2 separate regions of the Arachis hypogaea genome follow, and region 2 is linked to region 1. A link is a contact called in public Hi-C data. All regions are on one chromosome and are shown on one strand. The core of a region is the stretch at or near the end of the contact, and the rest is flanking DNA. Distances in the headings are between cores, read along the strand shown.

The links. Hi-C and Micro-C count contacts between places; a contact is called where the count stands out from the background.
Region 2: a Hi-C map of an unstated tissue shows a contact between it and region 1, with 5 times the contacts expected there. The contact joins the enhancer-like site here to the promoter of LOC112754721 in region 1. A contact is called at or near these places in 2 of 8 Hi-C or Micro-C datasets (leaf and an unstated tissue).

Annotation. Positions count from the first base shown.
Region 1 is chr16:116,853,689-116,858,252 of arahy.Tifrunner.gnm2.J5K5, reverse strand. It overlaps LOC112754721 (transcription factor MYB60), which reads right to left and starts at 2,257. Exons shown (of 3, transcript XM_025802469.3): 1 at 1,803-2,257; 2 at 1,590-1,719; 3 at 344-1,494. The coding sequence starts at 1,935. The coding sequence ends at 690.
Region 2 is chr16:116,937,722-116,942,285 of arahy.Tifrunner.gnm2.J5K5, reverse strand. It overlaps LOC112754722 (S-sulfo-L-cysteine synthase (O-acetyl-L-serine-dependent), chloroplastic), which reads left to right. Exons shown (of 11, transcript XM_025802470.2): 6 at 455-506; 7 at 632-681; 8 at 1,004-1,063; 9 at 1,329-1,409; 10 at 2,739-2,925; 11 at 3,045-3,421. The coding sequence ends at 2,819. Among protein-coding and RNA genes, the nearest start is that of LOC112754722, 4.2 kb to the left of the region's middle. Within about 2 kb of position 2,500, at least 3 of the 3 cell types and tissues checked have open chromatin away from gene starts, as enhancers often do.

The DNA of each region.
Region 1 (4,564 bases), core at 1,008-3,507:
TTCCCGGTAACTTGTTAAGTACATACACAGTTCACTGATGTACAGTATTAATCAGAAGTAACTAATTAAATTAAAATAAAATAAAAAAGAAAAAACAGAAAATTAAAACAGCATATATAATAAGGTTAGTAACTAATATTGTTTTGAAGTGTTCCTTGAAGCAAATATTCCAGAATATTATTCATAATTCGAGTTGACAATCATGAAAGTTTCTCAAGTCTTCTTCATATGTATTTGTGCTAAATTAAAGTTAACAATTAACTTTATCTGCAGCTCTCTACAAAGAAATTAAAGATTAACATGCAATATAAGAAACTACCTACTTAATTATCAATGCAAACAATTAGAACCAAATTCATCATAAAATAAACATCAAGTTACAAAGTTGAATAGAGATTCTAAACTTCTCAGAACCTCCAATTAACACATCTAATAATAATTATAATAATAGTAGTAATATATATATAATAAAAGAAAAAGAAAAGAAAAAGATAGATTTAGTTTTACCCTAGTCAGAAAGATCAAGATATTTCATTTTTTTTTCTTCTTCTTGTTTTTCTCCATCCTCCTCTTGCAGCTTCTTCTTTCCACTTCCTTAATCCTCCTTCGAAATTATTAAAGTAACATCACATATCCCAAACTTAGGGAATGGAGTGCTCTTTTTTGAATATATAATAATTTGAATGTTATTAGAAGATAGGAGATAACTCCATGATCTCCTCACCATGACCAACATTCTCATCCAATAGCCACTTCTCAAGGAATGACAATGGAGGGTTATTATTGTCATTATTATTCTTATCCCTACTACTCTTACTATTCTTTCTCTCCTCTTGATCCTCATAGTCCTCTTCTTCTTCCTCAATTTCATGATGATGATGATGATGATGAGAAAAAGTAGTAGCAGCAGCAGGTTCTGAAGAACATTTGTGATTATTATTAGGCATAGAATCACAAGTAGATTTGTCCCAGCAAGAAGCAGTAGTAGTGTTGAGATTCTCAAAGGAAAGAATAGATTCAAAGTCTTGATGATTCTGATGATGATGAAGCTCAAGATTCAAAGCAGGCATAGAAACAGACTTGACTAGAAGAACCTCCTTATTATTATCATTGTTGTTGTTATTGTTTTCTTCATCAATCTCATGATGATTTGATGATGGTCCTCCTCCTCCTGCTCCTTTGATGATGAATGGAGAAGATGATGAAGATGGTTTTGGAGAAGTTCTCATCCAACCTTCTAGAAGCCTTGAAATGTTCTCAGTGCTTGATGCATAGGATGTGGTAATTGATGAACACTGAGAAGACTTATTATCTGATGATGAAATTCTGTCACTGAAGCTCTTAGATGACGCTTGAAGGTGCTGAGAAGAAGAATCCATGGAAGATGTTTGTTGTTGTTGGAATTTCTTGAGCTTCTTCTTTAGATGTGTGTTCCAATAATTCTTTATGTCATTGTCTGTTCTTTGTGGAAGGTATGAAGCTATGGCTGCCCATCTATATATATTATTTTAATTAATCAACAAATTAAACAATAATAATAATAATAATAATAATATTAATTGAATTTGTTATATGTGGGAGAATATTACTTGTTACCAAGAAGAGCTTGCAAGTGAATAATCATTCCTTCTTCATGGGGAGTGAAGTTTCCTCTCTTGATTCCTGGCCTTAGATAATTTGTCCACCTTAGCCTACAACTTTTGCTGCATCTTGACAACCCTTTTCAACAAATAATTAACATTGTTATTCTATTGTCAAATTCATGGACTCAATTCCAATTAAAATAATATATAATTAATTACCAGTGTTAGTAGGGACTGATCTCCAATTTCCAGGACCATGTTCTTGGATGTAAGAGACAAGGATGATATCCTCCTCAGGTGTCCATGGACCTTTCTTGATTCCAACTTTGTCACAGCATGGAGGCCTTCCCATCTTTCTTTCTTCCTTCTTCACTCACTCACTCACTCACTCACCTCTCTTTTATGCTACTAGTTTTTACAACAAGAGAAAGAGAAAGAGATAGAGCTTTCAAATAGTACCAATGCATGTGAATGCTTTATATATACTTGATGACTTTAAAACACTAAGAGAGACCCAAATTAAATTGCACTTTATTTTTTACACACTCACATCTACCATGCCCTTCCTCTCTCACCTAACTCTTTCACTATCCCTTATTTTCTACTGCTATTTTTATAATTATCCATTATTACTCAATATTATTATTATTATATATAGAAAAACCAAAGTCAGCGACGAGTTTCAAGTTTCAACTATGTATTAATTCTCTTCTTCCTTTTTTTTTTTTAAATTTTATTTTATGGGTCACGTGGCACCATGGCTTGTGTCAACAAAGTTATTAAGTAAAGTGAATAATATATTATTGATCTTGTATACGTATAACCTTTTATTCGATTGAATTTATTTGTAGGGTTTTGCTTGGATCATTTGATGTATATCTCTTAGCAAGCTAATAATCAATCACCAATCGCTAAATTAAATTTATACATGAGACTTTGGTAAACATCTAATAAATTGAAAAGATGGGGATGGATGGATGCATAGCTGGGTATACTTTTCTTCTAATCTTCTATTATTATTCTTTTAATTTATTAAAAATTAAATGGGACATCTCCAATTTATTAACCGAACACAAAATTTGAAAGCAAGAATTGACATTATTTTCCAATGAGAAACGTACATATTTTTGTGTGTAATTATTTGAAACTCAATATGTAATTACTTTTAAAAAATAATATTGTAAATTTAAAGTGAATATATAAACGAATAAAAAAAATTTGTATATCATCATTACACATTTTCTAATAATTAGTTATTTTGGGTTCCGGAGCGATGGAAACAAGAAAAGTGAATGTTTGGGAAGTAGTCCTGCCAAATTTAGCGGACTGGTAACAATTAATGAAATTTGCACAGAAGAGAGCAGAAAATACCATAAAAATGTGCATAACATTGGGTGATTTCAGTAAGGGTTGCTGCTAGCTTTTGGGGGAATGTTTAGATAATGTTGAATTTGAACAAAGAGATGAATATATAGTGATTTATTATGGTCACTATATACTATACTACACTATATAGTCTGTGTCACCGTGCAGAATAATAATAAACCATTTACTTTGTGTACTTTTTTCAAACGAAATTATTCAAAACCATGGATCATGGATATTACTATATATTGTACATGCATATCAAAAAGGTTACTAAGCTCGTGATAAACCAACTACCCAATATATCACTATTTTATTTTTCTTTTTTTAAAAGTTACCAGTAAAGAGCTAGGAAATTTAGCAATACTATATTATTTTATTAAAATTACTTTTTTTCGTTATTTGATTGCTTGTAAAATATTTATAAAGCATCTTTTAAATATTATTTTTTAAACTTTTACCAAAATTTCATCATGTTTAAATTATTTATCGAGGTGTCCTCATTTTGCCACAATGGCACCTCATATTTTTTGAAAAATATTACTTGTCTTTTAAATTTTCAATCTTTAGTCAATCTTTTAGTTTAAATAATATTATTTAATTAATTTAAATATCTATTTTTATAAAAAATTACTTGTTTTTTTATAAAAAAATTATTTGTTTTTTAGTTTTTCTCTCTTCTATAGACTAAATGATAGATAATTTTGAAAGGATACCTAGTTGCCTCCAAAAAACGCTAAAGTAAAAACATAATCTCTAGTGAAATGAAAAAAGATTAATAATATAGTAATTTATACGATATAATTGAAATATTGTTAGTTGGGTGTGTCTTTAATTTCTTAAGAGGCTCCTCAAATTAATTCTTAACCATGTGGTCAAAGTGTGGCTATGTACTGAAAGCATGTGTTAGTACCGAGTTTGTGTCACTGTCAATGCAATTTCCATAGGTCTTGCTCCTTCCTTCTTATGAGAGAGGACAATATGAACTATCTCTTATGTATGCAAAATCTAACCATTCTTCAACACTAAACCATTATCACCACTTGCTAGAAAAGGTAATCAACAATTACATGCCTTCCGTACCCCCATGCTTGCTTTAGAGGAATTAGGTTTTCTAACAGATCTAACTCTGATTTACTTGGCCTCCTTTATTAAGACAGACAGAATGTTAGTTTTCAAATAATATCTCTTTCAATATTTTAATGGCTAATACTTGTGCGTTATTTAGAGAACTAAACTCCTTTCTTTGCCTCTAATATATCACCTATTATATAGCGGCTACTCATAGTGTCACTCTTTTAACCTATGGACATTCACAACATACAACACCATACAGAATATACGGACACATTAACACAATTTTTTGTATATGATGATATTGTACCTTCAACTAAAATTTTATTTGAACTATATATCATGATACGATTTTGCTACTATAATTACCGACAAGTGTTACGAACGGTTTTATACTATATTAGCAACGAAAAATAAGGTTAGAGTTACATTATATTATTATTATTTAGAATATTATTAGAGTCGGTGGGGAGTGAGTAATAAGGGCATTTAAGAGGGAAGATTGAATGTGGCTCATGGCTCCATCTCCTTTTTAGAGATGA
Region 2 (4,564 bases), core at 1,251-3,750, 84 kb before region 1:
TGACTTCCACTTTAAACTAACATGGGGTCCTGACTCCTGAATTCCAATTTCATAACTTGAAAGAAATTAGGTGCAGTTGTTATTGAATTGGAATAATAAAATACATAAATGATGATAACTTGTGCATTATCATATTCATATTCTAAATCCCTAAGGAATAGGCTCTATGATTATGGTGTTCTTATGTTGGAGGAGAGAAAGAGAAGATTATGAAAGGAAAAATGGGACTAGAAAGAAGACAGAGAATATTTGTACAACTATTTGCATGTGTGGTTAAACCATTAATTTTGATTATGTTTCCAAATTAAGACTTGAATTGTATCCATTGGTTAGATGTATAGACAATTATGCCTATGGTTAATCTGCTGCTTGCATTTAACAGTGCCAGTGATTCTTTGTTTGTTCTATCATCTTTCTCCTATCATTACAGTATGCTTTATTATGTCTTTCTTAGGTGGTTGGTGTGGAACCTGCTGACAGAAGTATAATCTCAGGAGACAATCCAGGTATGAATCTTTTGCAAAGTTCATAAATGCACTCGTTCTTTTTTTAACTGTTTTGCTTCTTGATATTAATTTCAAGCTATTGATTCTCTTCTCAGCTGTTGACTGTATTCCAATGTCTGATGCAGGTTTCATGCCAAACATTTTGGATATCAAACTGCTCGACGAAGTTATCAAGGTAAATAATAAAATCATTCCTCCTCAGTTTTATACTCGCATTTCTATTTTTGTTCACTGTAACTTCATTGCTAGTTCGTTTCTACTTTGGCATTTCTATACTGAAGAACAAACCTTATGATTTTCTTCATTTTGGGTGATATAGAGATTCAATTATGAAACAACTACTGAATTTTATTATGCTTTATTTTTCTTTCCTGGAGTGTCATCTACTTAAAACTTTATAGTTACTAGCTTTTTCTTTTAGTATGCAGTCCTTTTATCTTAATAATTTGCTTCAGTAAATTATTTTGCACAAACTAACTTGCCATATGAGGACACAGGTTACAAATGTTGAAGCTATTGAAATGGCTAGGAGATTAGCGTTGGAAGAAGGTTTGCTGGTAAGTTATCATTTAAAGTATTTTTGAAACTATTATTTCTTTTATTTTCATAATTTTAGTGTCAATTTTCTCTAAAGTTGTTACTTTGTATTTAGTTTTATTTCCGTCTTTTAATTGTTTATACGTCTAGATTCTAGATGTAGAATTCGCTTTAGTTATTGGTTTTCTTTGGATTAGCATGTTGCTGGATATTGCAACGTCTACAAAGAAGTATGTTTTTTGGATTTTACAACATTCATTATAATTCTTTCAAATTTCTTTATAGGTCGGAATTTCTTCAGGAGCTGCAGCTGCAGCTGCCATAAGTTTGGCAAGACGGCCAGAGAATTCTGGGAAACTTATCGTGGTGAGTTCATTTCTTCTTAAAATATTTTGGCTATCTTTTATGTTTTCGTCATTGCAAATGCTCTGGAGTATTCAAATTTTGTATATATCAATTTTTACTATGCAAAAGTGTAGAAGAAACAACTTAAGGATCAAGCTCTAAGCCAATTTCGTTCCCAAAATGATGCCGGAAACTGCCTCCTCTCCCAGCCAGCCTCCTTATGTATTTCCTGAGATGTCCCCTCTCACTTACATGCTCCATTTTGATAACTTCCTCCTATTTTTCCCTTTTTTTTTGTTGGTCTTACACTACACACACACCACACTCACACACACTAGAAGTAGAAAGGGTCCTATATTCCACTCTTGAGATTTGAACCCTGGTGCAGCTTGATGAGAGGCATACAAATCCTCCATCTGTGCCAAGCCTCAGCTGCTCCTATTTTTCCCTTCTTGCTCTTTCATATACCTTACTTTTTTTTTTTGGTCAAATGGATTGCCAATCCTAGGCATTACAAACTCACCCACATTACACTCACACAGAATATTTAAGGGTTCCATCCACTACTTGGCCTAGCCAAGTCTCGAATCCGAGTACACTTGTTGCAAGGCATACATGATGACCACTAGACCAAAGCCTTTCGTGGTTTCATATACCTTACTGAATCCCCATTTTTTGATCCCTGCAGCCCATTGGGCTGTGTCAATTGTGGCCCAATCTGCAACATCCCAGCCCTTATAGTGTATACATTGTTGAGGGTCTATAAATCACTTTTAGCATTGGGGTTTTTTAGGTGTACCCAAGATTGCTCTGTTTGGTAAGGGGGTAAAAGGGGAGGGTGAAATTAGAGGACACTTTTGTGTAATAGAAGTGATTTTACCCAATACTTCTAGTCTTCTACCTCTTAAGTTAACCAAACATTCTCTGATACTGATAGAATAAAAGAAAGCATTCGGAAATTTTTCCCATACAACTAATATAATAGGTATTGTGAATAGAAACAAATTTCGCTATTTTTATTGCCTATATTTAGATTAAGCTGTAGAGTCATTTTATAGTCAATTTTTCTCTCTACGTCTCCTTTGTAATTGGAATTGGATCATTATAGCTCCTTGAAAAAGCCCATTATTTTTCTCTCTACAAGGCCCAGGTTAGGTTGTTAACAACTTAACATGTGTTTATTTCCCGTCCAAAAAAAAAAAAAAAGTGTTTATTTTAGTTTTCTTATCTCCTTGGCTTTGTAATTAGATCATTATGACTTATGTGTATGGTGCATTTTACAGTATTCCATGAGAAACAGAGAAATTATTCTCTTGTTAAGAATGTTTTTCTGATTTTCCATAATTGAAGGTCATTTTCCCTAGTTTTGGTGAGAGATATATTTCAAGTCCTCTCTTCCATTCTATCTATGAAGAAGTTCAGAAAATGTAACAATCACCATTTAAAGATGTGGACAATTGGACTCGTCTTTTGGATATTGGAGTAGTTTACATGCCACCATTCAAGAAAGTAGCTGCCTTAGCCCTAAACGGTATAGGTATAATACTATAATCACATACTTCTTTTTTTAATGAATTTATTTATTAGTCACGCACATTATGTACACATTAACAGTGATATTTTGTATTATTTTCATCTTTGGACTTTTTGCCTCAGATGAATAATTTGAATGAGACAGAGTTCTTGGGAGTAAGCTCAAACAGGATGATGAATGGCCTAATTTGATGTACAATCCTGATTCCCCCCCCCCCCCCCCCTTTTTTTTTTTTCATTTTTATTCTTTTCATTGCCTTAATACCCTTCACCTTCCTTCATTATTGACTTTATTTCTCCCTCCTATACCATGTTTTTTATTATATATGTAATTTTTTCACCAAGTGGGATAAGGTTTTCTTGTTATATATATATATAATTTATTTTAGCTTGGTCCTATCATGTATCCTGTTTGTGTAGAAATACATATATGGAAAGCATCACAGACTGACAAGAGTATGATAATGGTTTTGTTTGCACTATACTAATGTTTTTATTCAGTGCTTGCGTACTAATTGCATATTGAATCTAAAAATAGCACAGAAACTATGATGAAAAGTATTGAGTGTAAGAATGAAACTACTTGAGAAAGTTACTTAGCTTTGCTGATTTGCTTAAATAGTCATACATCAAATTTATGTGACGATGATAATTGAGGGAAGAAAACAATATTCATGAAATCAATTCTAAAAAGAGCTGGTTAAACTAATTATCATCTAGCTTTTGTATTCACCTAATCTTGATAGTATTAGTAATCTCTCCAACTCTTGAATGGAAAACAATTTCACCTAGTTTTGATTAGCAGATTATGTTGTTAGAACTTGGAACACGTGTTAGCAAGATACTATAAAATATATAATAGATTTATTATGTGACCTAACCAATATATGCTAGATTATGATCATGATTGTATTTTCTATTTTATTTTATTTTTTTCATCTAGATGAGACAAGTAGCAGCATTGCCTCCTCCGGTTTAAAAATCTAACATATAGTAGCAACATCACCTAGTACTAGTAGTAGTAGACAAAGGTTGAAAAAACACATGGACTTGGCACTTTGGATCGATTTTTTCTAGGTCCCATAATGGAGGAGGCGAATGCAACTACACAAATGAAATATTGAATTCCCATTTGAAATTCCCTTCTATTTTGGGCGACTTTTCATTATTTACTTTTTGGCATACTTGCAAGCAATGTTACAAGGTTAAACAAACACTAAGCTTTAGGTAGGATAGCAGAATCTTTATTATCTCTGAAACTGACATTTGTCTCTCATAGGCTGGTTCCAATAAAAATAAATATGTTCTCCATCACGTTTTTAAGGAATCGCCACTCCTTTTCTGCCATCACTGGTCCATATGTTTAGCCTAATTTTGAAGGCCAATTAATGCTGTGGACTTATACTAAGCAAACCACTTCATTTTCCACATTATGGCATCGATGTTGAGAGAGAGAAGGGAAGAGAAATAAGACAAAAGAAAAACTGAAAAAAAAAAAAAAAGAAAAAAAGAAAAAGAAACGTTATTTGACTATTTGTATACTTAAAATTAGTGTCTACTTAAAACACTAACTTAAATAACAATAAAGATGAGATAGATAAAATAAAGGGAGTGACCACTGTTATTCTTGTGACATGTTCAAA